Linked DNA regions of Gasterosteus aculeatus: region 1 is linked to region 2. A link is a contact called in public Hi-C data. All regions are on one chromosome and are shown on one strand. The core of a region is the stretch at or near the end of the contact, and the rest is flanking DNA. Distances in the headings are between cores, read along the strand shown. Region 1 holds the start of efnb3b (ephrin-B3b). Region 2 has its middle 87 kb from the start of efnb3b.

Region 1 (6,182 bases), core at 2,435-4,934, 87 kb after region 2:
TATAATTAGTCGCTGGATGTGACACATGTTTCCAATTTGCTACGTCTGGCCACTGCCCCGGAGGGTGGGTGGAGTGACGGAGCGAGGTGGAGATAGAGACAGACGGAAAGTGACAGGGGTGAGAGGAGGAAGAGGAAGAAGAAAAAGAAAAAAAGGAAGGGGCGCGGGGGGGGGGGGGGGCAGAGGAGGCCGTTGGGACCAGAGGCATCACGAGGAGGAGGAATAATAAGGGAGAGGGTGAAAGGCGGAGGCGCTCGGAGAATGCTCGCGGAAGCGGAAAGGAGGACGGGAGGTGGAGGGAGGCTGCAGGTGGACGGTCTGAGCTTCAAAGCACAGCAACCGGCCGAGGTCGACAGGTTAACAACGTGACGGCCCATTTGCTACGCGGACGGGACGCGAACCGTGCACTCCTGCACCTCGCTGATACAGACGGCTGCTCCGGCATCGCCCCGCACCGACAATGCTGGGCAACGCGTGTGCGGTGGGGGGGTGGGGGAGGGTGGGGGGTGCGGGGGGGCTCGGGACTCTCTCCCTGGAAGAAGCAGCACGCCATTTGGTCTAAGCAGTGGCCTCACAACATATTTCAGCCCAGGGCCAAAACCTATTTTGCCCGCGGGCAAGCTGAAAGTAAAGTAGTGTACCGCTCTCGACACGTGGGGGCCGAGGAGAAACAAGTACATGGAAATGCGTTAAAAAAAAAAAACGGAAAATAAACTACTGGAGGAATGACTAAGCTGATTAACTATGAATAGTAAGCCTCACGAATAAGCCCCAAAGTATACAATAGGCTTTGTATTTTGAATATACGAGCGAGCAAATCTGTGGGAACGACTACGGAGTCGGCCCGTCGGAGCCACCGCCCCTCTAATTGCCAGCGAGGCCCGACACCCACCCGACACCCACCCGACACCAAACTCCATTAGGACACAATAGCGCGGAATCACCTGTGAGGCCTGAAAAGCCCGAGCTGCTGGCTTCTCGCTGAGAACCGCCCTCGCGTGTCCAACTCTACTCCCTGTCGGGTGAATCCACCCACTGCTGACAAAAAAAAAAAAAAAGCCCTCATTAAGGGCTTCATGGCTGGCTCCACAGCAGGGGGGGGGGGGGGGGGGGGGGGCACGCACAGTCACATCTGTGGAGAAACCGGGCAGGCCATGGCCTCCAGCACGTTAAAACCTGTTAGACTCTTTAAAAGAAAAAGCCCCCTGGCGTGGGTGTGAGCTGAGAACGGCACGGTTTGGTGGAGTTCCACATCAGTGAGCCTCAATCTGCTTTTGTAGCTTCTTTTTGTGTCATTATGAGGTGAGTCATGCAGGCAAAACGTCGAAGAAACGGGAGCGGGGACGGCGGTGCCTCAAGGCTGATGGTTTGGTGGACTTCATGAAGCATTTATTAAGATGAGGAATATAATGATGATGATGATGTATAAATATACATGTATAGTAGAATATGTCAAAGGTCTGAAAATGAAGCCTGGTGTCTCTGAATTCCGCACACAGAGGCCGCCTTGTTACCCCCCCCCCCCCCCCCCCCCCCCCCCCTCTTGCCGCCGGGCGTCTACTCAAACACTGGGAAATTAGCAGAGGTGTTAGGAAAGTGGTGTCGGTCGTTAAGGCCGGACAGGCCGGGAGGTGTTTTTAAGACATTTCCTCCGCTAATGCCCGACACCTTGTCCCGAGGACAGAAAGAAAGAGACCCAAACCAGCGAGGGCCGAGCCGGTGTTTGAGAGGCCTGCGGGGGCCGCGGGGGGCCCCTGGACCTCCTGTATATCAAGGTCACCCAGGAGCACCAATTAGAGCATCTCACACACACACACACACACACACACACACACACACAGTACAGGAGAGCTGCAGCTGGATCCACCGCTGTAATCCGCGCCGAGGAGACAAATGACCGGAGCCGCGCGAGGTGCGCACACGTCGGGTGCGCGCAAACCCGCGCGGATCGATGGCAAACCAGCGCAGTGAAACAGCGGTGAACCGCTGACCTCGTGCAACTTCGCGCAACGCTCCGTTAAGTGAAGTTGCCCGCGTCGGCTCCTCCGCACGGGTCGCTGATCGCCGTCGCGTCGGTCGCGCAAATATCGAGGCGGTGAATCGACAGAGTCGAACAAGAAACTCACCGCTCGTTCAGAGAATTCCAGTAGATCGGCTCCATATTGCTGGCCGTCGTCGCCAGTAAATCCAGTAAGAATATCAGAAGGAGCCCCATTCCATTGGCACTTCCTCGACACGCCATTTCAACCCTGAAGCCCAGCACAAGCAGCCCCATTCAAAGGAAGCGGGCCAATCGTTTTAGTTTTGTTGTTGTTGTTGTTGTTGTTGCTTTAGATGCGTGTGGAGAGAGGAGATTAGTCGAAACAATGGAGGCGAGACTGCAGCCGAGCCGGCTTGTATAGACAGTCAAAGTGTGAAGCGTACAACCTCAGGGGATCCGGATCAGGTGGACCGGATCAGACCTACTGGATAATTTAAAAAATAAATAAACTGGAAATGTGCTGGAGAAACTTGCTCAATCCGCGCGTCTGGATGTCCACAAACCAACGAGAGTTGTGCGCGTCCACGGTGGGTTTTCTACTATTTCAGCGGCGATCCCACGACTTTCCACCTCAATTCGGTCGTTAGTCCTCCTTTTTCTCTTCTCCTCCTTCTCCTGCACTCAACCACAACTCCGCCGAATGGACTTTTCGGACGTCAGTCTATTCGCGGAGCCTCTCGGTGCGCCCTGGTTGTCTCCCCGCGAACAATGTTCCCTTGTTGTCCGTGGCGACTCTGTGGGATTTCTCTCCCATTACCTTTTTGTTTTCGTTTATTGTTGAAATAACACTCCCGACATGTCGGGCCGGACCGAGGAGAAACGTGCTCCGTGAGGGGGAGGCTGGCGGAGGGGGGGACGCGGTTAAAAAGGAGAAGATGTCACGCGTGTCCTCGGCTCCATCCTCGTGAGGACATGTTGATGGTGGTTTAGTCAACGCGCAGCGCGGTCCTCGTTCCCGTCTCTGCGCGGGGGTGGAAAGGTTCAACGCCGGTGGTAAATCCGCAAATTCCTTCAGCGACGGATTCGATGATGGAGAAAAAAAAATCAAGATCCCAAATGAGGAGAAGTGCAGGAATCAATTCAAAACCAGCAAACTGGCAGAAACAAACCAAAGAACTATAAAAGCATCTCCGCTCTCGCAGTCTGGAGAAGAAAAAAAGAGGCCGACGTGAAACTTGTGTAGTGATTTTTCTTTTTTTTTCTTTCTTTCTTTGACAAAAAAAAAAAAACGAAGGAAAAAATCAGTCGCGAGTCGTGCTCATCGGTGCCCGGTTTGGATTTGGACGCATATCAGATGTGGCGCATCATCTGGAGCCGGAGGAAAGCGCTTCTCGCGGTTATCTCATCCGTCTCTCCGCTCCACAATCCCACTGCTTCGACTTGCCCGACTGCTCGCCGCACATTGACAGACCGACTGGCTGGTTTGAGAGGGGGAGGAGGGGGAGGAGGAGGAGAGTAAAGAGGACGTGCGTGAGTGTGTGGGGGGGGAAGAAAATCCCATCCTCCGACCGGCAGGCAGGGCGCACTGACGGGGCGCAATTCTTCCAGTTTTTTTTTTTTTGTTGGGGGGGGGGGGTGTGTATCGAGTCACTCTCAGCGCATCCTTGCTGCTCCTTCTCTATGGGTTTCACCCCCACCCAACACACACCCATTGGACCTTTGGACTCCCTGGCGCGCTATTCTGCATCCTTTCAAAAGTGACCCCCCCCCCATCACACAACGCCGTGGTGGAAGAACAACAGCGCCACCTCCGCATGCAACGGGCATCACATGCGGCTCTGCAACAGGGTTGTATTGATGGGATCCACCTGGCCTTTTATGTAAGGATATTACACAAATGTCTCCCTGAGGCCATATTTTTACTTTTACTAAAGATAGAGCCGCAGCTCATAATGACGACATTTAAACACGGGATCTTTGGAACAGACGTGCTTCCTTGACAGGAGTGAATACACGCGTGATCAGTGGACTGGACTCACTTCATAAGTCTGTCGCCCAGTCTAAACAAAAGAAAACACCTCTCTCTCTGTGTGGGATGATGCCTCCCCCCTCCCCCATTCTCTCCCACGCTGCCCTCCTGTTGACAGCAGGGGAAGTGATCCAGCATCCAGCAGAACTGCTTCTAAGTGATCCGTTCAGTTGATGCAGCACAGGACGAGCCGGGAAACAGGCCCCGCTTAGGGCCACACACACACACACACACACACACACACACACACACACTCCAGTCTGTTTACACTGTGGAAAGAACACTGCTACAGATTCACTTTCACACTGTCACACACGCACAGTTACATGTATGTGATGGGACACGTGGGCCTGTTAAAGCTGGGACTGCACTGCCCCCATGTGGTGGGAACAGTGCAGGACATCCTACAGTTTAACCTGCTCTCTACCAAATCCCCCCTTCATGATTGTACTGCTTTCCACAGCTGCACCCGAGAACAAACACGTCATATTACAAAGACATTTTATGAGGAATGGAGATGTAAAGTTAAATGTTAATTTTATTTATGTATTTATTTAACTTTATTCCTTTATTTTAAACTAAACCATAGCCCTATAATACCAACTCATACCATTATTTTGTATTTTATTCCTCGTGCACTGTTGTCTTGTCGTCCATTGTCGTACTATTTGCTGTTACGCACCAACCGCCAAGTCAAATTCCTTGTTTATCTGACGTATTATGGCAATACATGTTTCCTTATTCCTGAATCCTGAGGAACAACTTAACTACGACTCAGCCTATAAACACTTATTTTTATGCTCTGAATGTAATTATGTCAACAGGGTTAAGATGTCTCTGTATTTGAGTGCATTAATCGTAGTAGGGGTTTAAAATAAGTGGGTATTTAGGAGCTTATTGATCCAGTGTGTGAAAAGTCCACCAGTCCCGTAGCTGCAGTACAGCACAGATCCAGACACCTACACCCAGAGACAAACCAAGAGGAGAATATGCCTTTAAGGCTTTTCATGGGAAACGTTTCACTTATAAGAGAGAGAGGGATGAAAGATTTCCCCCCTGTTGTTTTCACACAGTCAGGGAGAGAAAGCAAAGTGAGTCAGAGACAATATGGAGACGCGGAGGGGGGGGGCAAAAGCAATAGAAAACTCAGGTCCCCATTGACCGCAGACCTGAAGCTGTCAGGGTTTTAGCGTGTTTCTCAAGGGAACCTCGACCTTAAGCGGAGCAGATCAGTGGTCTTAACGGGGCTGAGAGTTCATCTGCACATCAACACAAAAGCTCAAGCCTTTCCTCTGCGGTGCTAAATTACAGCGTGCCTTCAGCAAGAAATGTAATTGTGGGTTAAGCGATCCAAACGAGAAAGACATGCAGCGGGGAGGTTTCATGCACATGGTCAGGGAGAGGGAGCCGGAGCCCGTCGCGCTGACCTCTTGTGACCTTGGCACGCCGCACGACAGCGCTAAATGTAGTGGAGGAAGACGGACCGGTTCACCGACAACAGCGGTTCAGAGGTGCAGCTGGCGTGAACAAGAAAACAAAAGCAAGCCTCCCTGCTCCCTCTGGGAATCTATTTGTGTGGGAAAACCTGGCTTTAAAAAGTGCAGAGACGCACCACCTACATCCAATCTGCCGCCGCGCCGAATGACCGAGTGCGCTCAGCCGAAAGAAGGAAGGGGATGATGTCGGCGTGCATGCTTCATTTACACCCATAGGTGCCCTGTCGCTGTGTATTAGGGCTTATTTACTCATGCTGACCTCATTTACTGCACCGACCTTCAACTCGTCTTCATAACCGCATCCTCTCCCTGGTGACTCTGGCTACAGTCTGCTCCAGCGGACAGACCTCGCCACACACATTATGTACTACACACACACACACAAAACCGAGCATCCCTTTCACACAGCATGTATGGCTGCTGAGTGCATGGTTGGCAGTACGCATGTCGCGGTCAGGGTTAAGGTTAAGGACAGACACGGTGGCGGCCATACGAAGACCAAAGACACGACAACGTGCGCCCTGGTGGGAGTGAAATTCCCGCCGAGGGAGGCACAGGGCCGCGTGAGCACGTGCGTCCGCGGGGATGTGGGTTGGCGGTGGAGCAACACCCGCCCGCCTGGCGGTTGATAGATCTCAGTTGGACATCTTTATCCTTCAGCATCTGTCTGCCCCTG
Region 2 (5,945 bases), core at 1,871-4,370:
TCATGACGCAAACGCGTATGAAGCGGACACAAATGAATATATCCAACTCAACTTTTACATCCTTACATTCTTTCACACAAACACACACTGGTGTTGGCGTTCTGCCAGCATTCACTCCGCTTGTCATCTTTTCCTCAGATGTGCCGACATGCCACCACGAAGAGAACTGGACACTGTGGCAATGTAACAGCCCATTCGCTTTAATATGCATTAGAAAGAGGGTTGCTTTTTTCATTACACCCGAATGACAGTCGGGTGGGTGCAGAAATCAGCCTTGCGGGACCCCTGGCACGTCAAATACCCTATTCTTACCCTCTCTCTCTCACACGCACACACACGTAATTAAATATACATATATAAACTTCAAGATGTGTTGCCTACAAGTGAGGCCTTTGATAGAGTACATTGTTTACACACACACACACACACACACACACACACGGATTGATGCATCAAGGTGAACAAGTACTGGATCTATTTCCCACAAGAAGTCATAGAACGGCTTCTCCCAGGGCGTGAGTGGACACACTGCACACCATGAGCAGACAAACAGCTAGTGAGAGAGGCTGCAGCACCTGCAGGCCCCTGGGCCCCGGTCATCATCCAGGCCCCCACCTGCACCACGGCTGAGTAACGGGGCTACTTCCATTAGACTACCATACAAAAACGCTAGTTAGACACAGAGGGAGACACGTGGACGTTATGGACAAACACATTGTCTCCTAAAAATAGACTAAACTCTCCAAATCTCATTGCGCCAACTGGAGCATGCCGATGGTTATCCCTCCGCAGAGAGCCTACAACATGCAACACACTGAAGAAACAAATAACAGTCCCCTGCTTAACAGAGCGCGTTGGGCAGAGAACTCGAGTGGCCACGTCGCTACCTCGGGACATCGGCTGGGATTAGTGCGCAAAAAGCAGCAGTGCGCCACACGCATCAGAGAACCAGCCAGCGACATGTGGGTCAGAAACACAACGACCGTGAGAAGGAACTCATACCTTCTCGCCGCGCGGTGTTCAAGGGACCCTCGGCGGCCGCGACGCACGTCACGACGCACCAAACTCCGGTCAATTTTTTCCTCCACGCCAGCAGAAGTTTGGGTTTTGACTGTTCTTCACGTGTTGACATTCATATCTTTTGGCAGTCTGTTTATTTCGCCCCGTTGCTGTTTTCATTTTCCGCCATGTTGACAGGAGCTGCCGATCTGCACACCTGCAGCACCTTCACCATCTGATTGCCACCTGACCAATCAACAAGGAGCACAAATAATACACCGAAGTATTTCACGCATATTCAGAATTGAATAGACTGCAATGTTTTGTTTTTTAATGTCCCAGGTATATTATTTTTCGTTTGTATACAAGCCATATGTTTTTACGTGAACTATTTAATCATTGTTATCACAATTTTATATTATAATTTATGTACATACGTCCTGGGTTAGCATACATGACTTAGACACAAACAAATCCTTCACAGTAAAGTTATAGCCATGGGGGGGGGAACAACACTAATTCAGAAATGTGAGAAGGGGGTATGTGCATGAGAAGTGAGTGATTAGGTTTAGAGTTTCAACCTTGGGGCAATAGTGGGCAGCGAACACAGGAGAGTAAGTTTCTGTGTGTGTGTGTGTGTGTGTGTGTGTGTGTGTGTGTGTGTGTGTGCGCATCCGTTGCCATGCCTGAAGTGTTATTGTACCAGCGCTGTGTCTTTTCGTTTCAACCCTGAAATCTTTCTGTACACAGCAATCCGTTGACCCTCACCTCAACATTCTGAAAATTGCTGAAGCTTTGAAACATTTTCCTCCAATCATCTTGAGAGAATGACTCATTTTGAGGGCACTTTCAGCACCACAGAGGAACAAGGGCGTTCTCTTATTACGCATGTATTTATCTTCTTCTCTCTTTATTGTCATTTAATTAAGTCATTTAATTTAGCCTTTGCCCATATCCGCTGACACCAGTATCAGCACTCTACACTGTATTAACTCTTTTTTTCCCCTTAACATGTTACCGTAGTTTTATTATATATATATTTATATTTTAAGCATTCAATGTACCACTAATTACTTCTTTCAGCTTCTGTATCCATAAAAACAAGTGGTTAATAAAATAAGCAGACTAACCCAATTAGTTGGTCGTCATAAGGGGGAAATGACACAGTTCACTAATGGTGGCGTTTTTTTACCCCCCTTGATGCATTTTACGACTATATACTCCATAACGAACACAAATGCCACACTCCTTTTGTTATGTTGAATACATAAAAATGGTAGTTGAACTAACTTGCTGGAATTACCCCTCCTTAAAGTTCTTTTTGTTACATCTTCTAACAAATGTCCGCCTAAAAACAAATCATAGCTGTAAATGTATTTGTTTCAACAAAGCAGACACGATGGCCACCCAAGAGTCAATATAATCTCTTCTTTTCCAATCTGCCCGGGCTTCCATTTCTTTTCTTCTTCTTTTTTTCTTTGGTTCTTAGAGCTAATCTAATATTAGCTCTGCTCAATGGAGGTAGATGACCTTTGAGTCAAGGTTCTTTTAAGTCTACTATGGCCTGAACCACTAATGATGTATGGTAGTCTAAAGCAAGAGTACGCACAGAGCTTCATTGGCTACTTAATGGTGGCTGTTTAATAAAATCCCTTTACCCCTCCCTCATAATTGTGTCCCTCTTTTTATTGGAAATGTTTTTCAAAGAATCCACTCAGCGTGCGGAGAAGGAAATTGGAGGTGCCGAACAACGTGCACACAGAGTGTGTGTTTGTGTACCCCCCCCTGACTCAGAGGATAAGACGTGGCCGAGACAATGGCGTTTGCTGCTGGTGCTAAAGGCTCATCATAGCCGACCCCCTCCGCCCCCCCATCTCGGCTGACGCACAAAAAACACAAACACACCGTGGAACACACACGCTCCAGCTGGGACGGTACCCGATGGCAGCCACTGGGACTCCCAGATGCCCAGGTGGTGCAGGAAACCCTGGAGCTATGCCCGGACTGGCACAGGAGAGACGGCCTACACACTTCGAAAGAAATCAGCTCACACATACAGACAAGTGTGCACAGTTGCGGCGGCTTACGCACACCCATAAAGCTCATGTTCCTACGGACACACACACAAAAGCACGCCCCTTGCTCACTCCCCACCTTCTCGCAATTAACACTGCTCCTATAGCTGCAGGCGCAGAGGAAATGAGGTTTGGGTTTTGTAACTGTGAGCGTGTGTGTGTCTGTGGGTGTGTGTGAGTGGAAGAGGGGGAGAGAGTTGTAAGAGGTAGAAGGATTAAGGAGGAGGTGGTTGGAGGGTTATGGTTGGCGAAGGAAATATAATGTGTGGAATGGAACTATGTACTCAGGGTACGGTAATGGCCGTGCATAAGAGGTTGTGTGTGTGTGTGTGTGTCTGGGTACATACGCGCTCCCCGGATGTGTGCGCACCCCTGCGTGTGCATACGTGCACCCACATTAAGTTGTTCCCACCCCGTTCCCTCTCTAAGTATCATGTTCAGAGGCTGCAGTTCGTTCCTGTCGGTCTGATTGTGTTGTTGTGCAGTCATGGCTAATTACCTTGATAGTCTGTTGACAGCGCTGAGACAATTAAACAACCAAATGGGAAACAGGAGGGGGAACTTGTCTGAAATGTCCTCTCTGAGAGTTGAACCAAAGAGTGATTCATCCCCAACATGTGTTTACAATAGGAAATTGTTTACAGGTTAAAGCGATGGAGTTTGGTTAGCAGAATGTAGGAACGCCCGCCACGATGTCAGCTCCAGAGTCAAAGAGATACAAACGTTTACAGGTTGTAGGAGAGCAATGTATCCAACATTATCGTGGACCCCTGTACTATCTGGGCTGATCTAATATCAGTGTGCAGCATTCAGTTTGTGCAAACCTTTATAGGGAGACACACAAGGTGAAAAGGGAAAGATAAATGAACTATATGACGCCAGGGAAACTTCACCAGTAATTGAGACAATTATTTTTGGGGTTTTAAATCAGGGAATGAGGCATGATCTTAAATGTGTACTAACTTCTCTATATGTAAAATCAGATTTTGGGACATTTCCAGGTAAAAAAAAAGAGGTTTCCTTTAGTTGACAAAACAGTCACCATGTTTTATGAATAAAATTTTCTGAATATTCAGCTAATTAATTATATTTCAAAAGCCTCTTCCAGAGTCTTTTCAAAAAGTCAGAATTTTAATAACCGGACTTCTTTTAGAATAGTGTAAAGGCACAATCTAAAACATGCATTTTGGTATTTATTTGTGTCTGTAAATATCTTCTAAATTAACTAAACATTATCATAGATAATGCCTCTGATACTTGTAAAATGTTAACTATGCTGAACTATGGTAGTGAACATGTTAAACAAGTAGCGTGGAACCTTGTCCTGTGAAAATGCGGTTAAGGTTAGAGTGAGCATTGTGCAGCATGCTGATGTTAGCATTTAGCTCAAAGCACCACTGTGCATAAGCGCTGCCTCACAGAGCTGCTAGGATGACTGTAGTCTCATTAATTGTTGCCAAGTCTACATTTCTGCAAAGACACAGCTCAGCTATATTTTAGGCAACTGAGGGTGAAAAAAAGCTGGTAAAGCAACAAATGAGAAACCAAACCAAATATGTGATCATTTTGTCCAGTTTCCAATAACTGTGAATCTACATAGCAACCCAAGTTACAGTACGACCTTTAGATAATCAGATTTAGAAGCCCAGGTTGACCATGAAAACTACCGGTCCCATTTGCAGACTCGTATTATCTATCAGCCGCCCTTTGACAGAGAAATCTGCACATACATATAAATAAGACCAGCCTGTTCCATAGGTGATAGCGGCATCCATTATGTACACACATTACATTCAAATGAAATTTGCATAAACATGATTTGGGAATTAAGAGGGTTAGTGTCGCTTGGCGGTGGGGGGGGGGGTCAGGGCTGAGAAGAGGGTTAAAGATGCATTATGGGATTTCTAAGATTTTCGAGGCATTCATCCTACAATAGCACGCGCAGGGCGTGAAACTCAGAGAGAGAGAGAGGATGTGACACGACAAAGGTTGCGAGCAGAATTAAAATCCACAAAAGCCTTAAAGGGTACGACTACATCGTCTGAACTACCACTTCACTCTTGGGCGTAAATAAACTGAGGGTACGTCCACAAGGGTTCACGGAGGCCAATGGCAAACTTTCCCCCAACATTATTATTATTATTATTTTGGCTTCTTTGTTCCAGAAGAATAGAAATGTTCCCAAACGACCCACAGCACCGACATGCATCTCCACCTCCAGAGCGCAGTGACGCGTAATCAGTCCTTGCATCGAGAGTTCACTCAGCCTGCGTTTGTGCAAAATTCACGCAACCGCGGCCGGCAGCAGGGCCAGCTTGGCACCAGCGTTGTCGCCGCAGACCGATCCCAGATTGGGTCTCGAAGGGTTGCAGGGGGGGTCAGGGTGTTGGTGATGGTGTTGGTTGGGTGTAGGCCACAGTTGGCAGGGTTGTTCACACACTTAGGGCAAACCCAAGTGTGTGTGTGTGTCTCTGTGGCTCCTGGTGTGTGTTGGCAGGACGTGCGCTGGCATTGGGCCCCGTCTGACACCGATACAGTTGGTCCCCTCTGGATTTCCATTGCACCCCCTACTCTCCTACACCTCCTCCCCCCTCCATCTCATCCTCACTTCCGGGAGGGGGGGGGGGAGGGGGGGGGACTGCCTACTTTGCACCTCTTCTCCCCTTCTTCCTCCTCTTCCTCCTTATCCAAAAATAATTGAACAATAAAATAATGAAGCTCAGTAGGGACACAAAATAAAACTTTATGGCTGCATTCAGGCATTGGTCGAAGAGGAACTGCCATCATATTACCAGTGGATGCCAATATATGATATAATAAAAAAGCAATAACTGCCCAAAGTAACTGCGGATCATAAATCACCATATAACT

The links. A called contact is a pair of places that touch in the nucleus more often than the background predicts.
Region 1: a contact with region 2 is called in a Hi-C map of whole body, with 3 times the contacts expected there. The contact joins the promoter of efnb3b here to the enhancer-like site in region 2. A contact is called at or near these places in 3 of 6 Hi-C or Micro-C datasets (liver, tail fin and whole body).

What each region holds. Positions count from the first base shown.
Region 1 is chr7:9,742,886-9,749,067 of fGasAcu3.hap1.1, forward strand. efnb3b (ephrin-B3b) reads right to left here and starts at 3,685. Exons shown (of 5, transcript XM_040181656.2): 1 at 2,127-3,685. The coding sequence starts at 2,275.
Region 2 is chr7:9,656,516-9,662,460 of fGasAcu3.hap1.1, forward strand. No RefSeq gene overlaps it. Among protein-coding and RNA genes, the nearest start is that of efnb3b, 87 kb to the right of the region's middle. Within about 2 kb of position 3,121, at least 2 of the 9 cell types and tissues checked have open chromatin away from gene starts, as enhancers often do.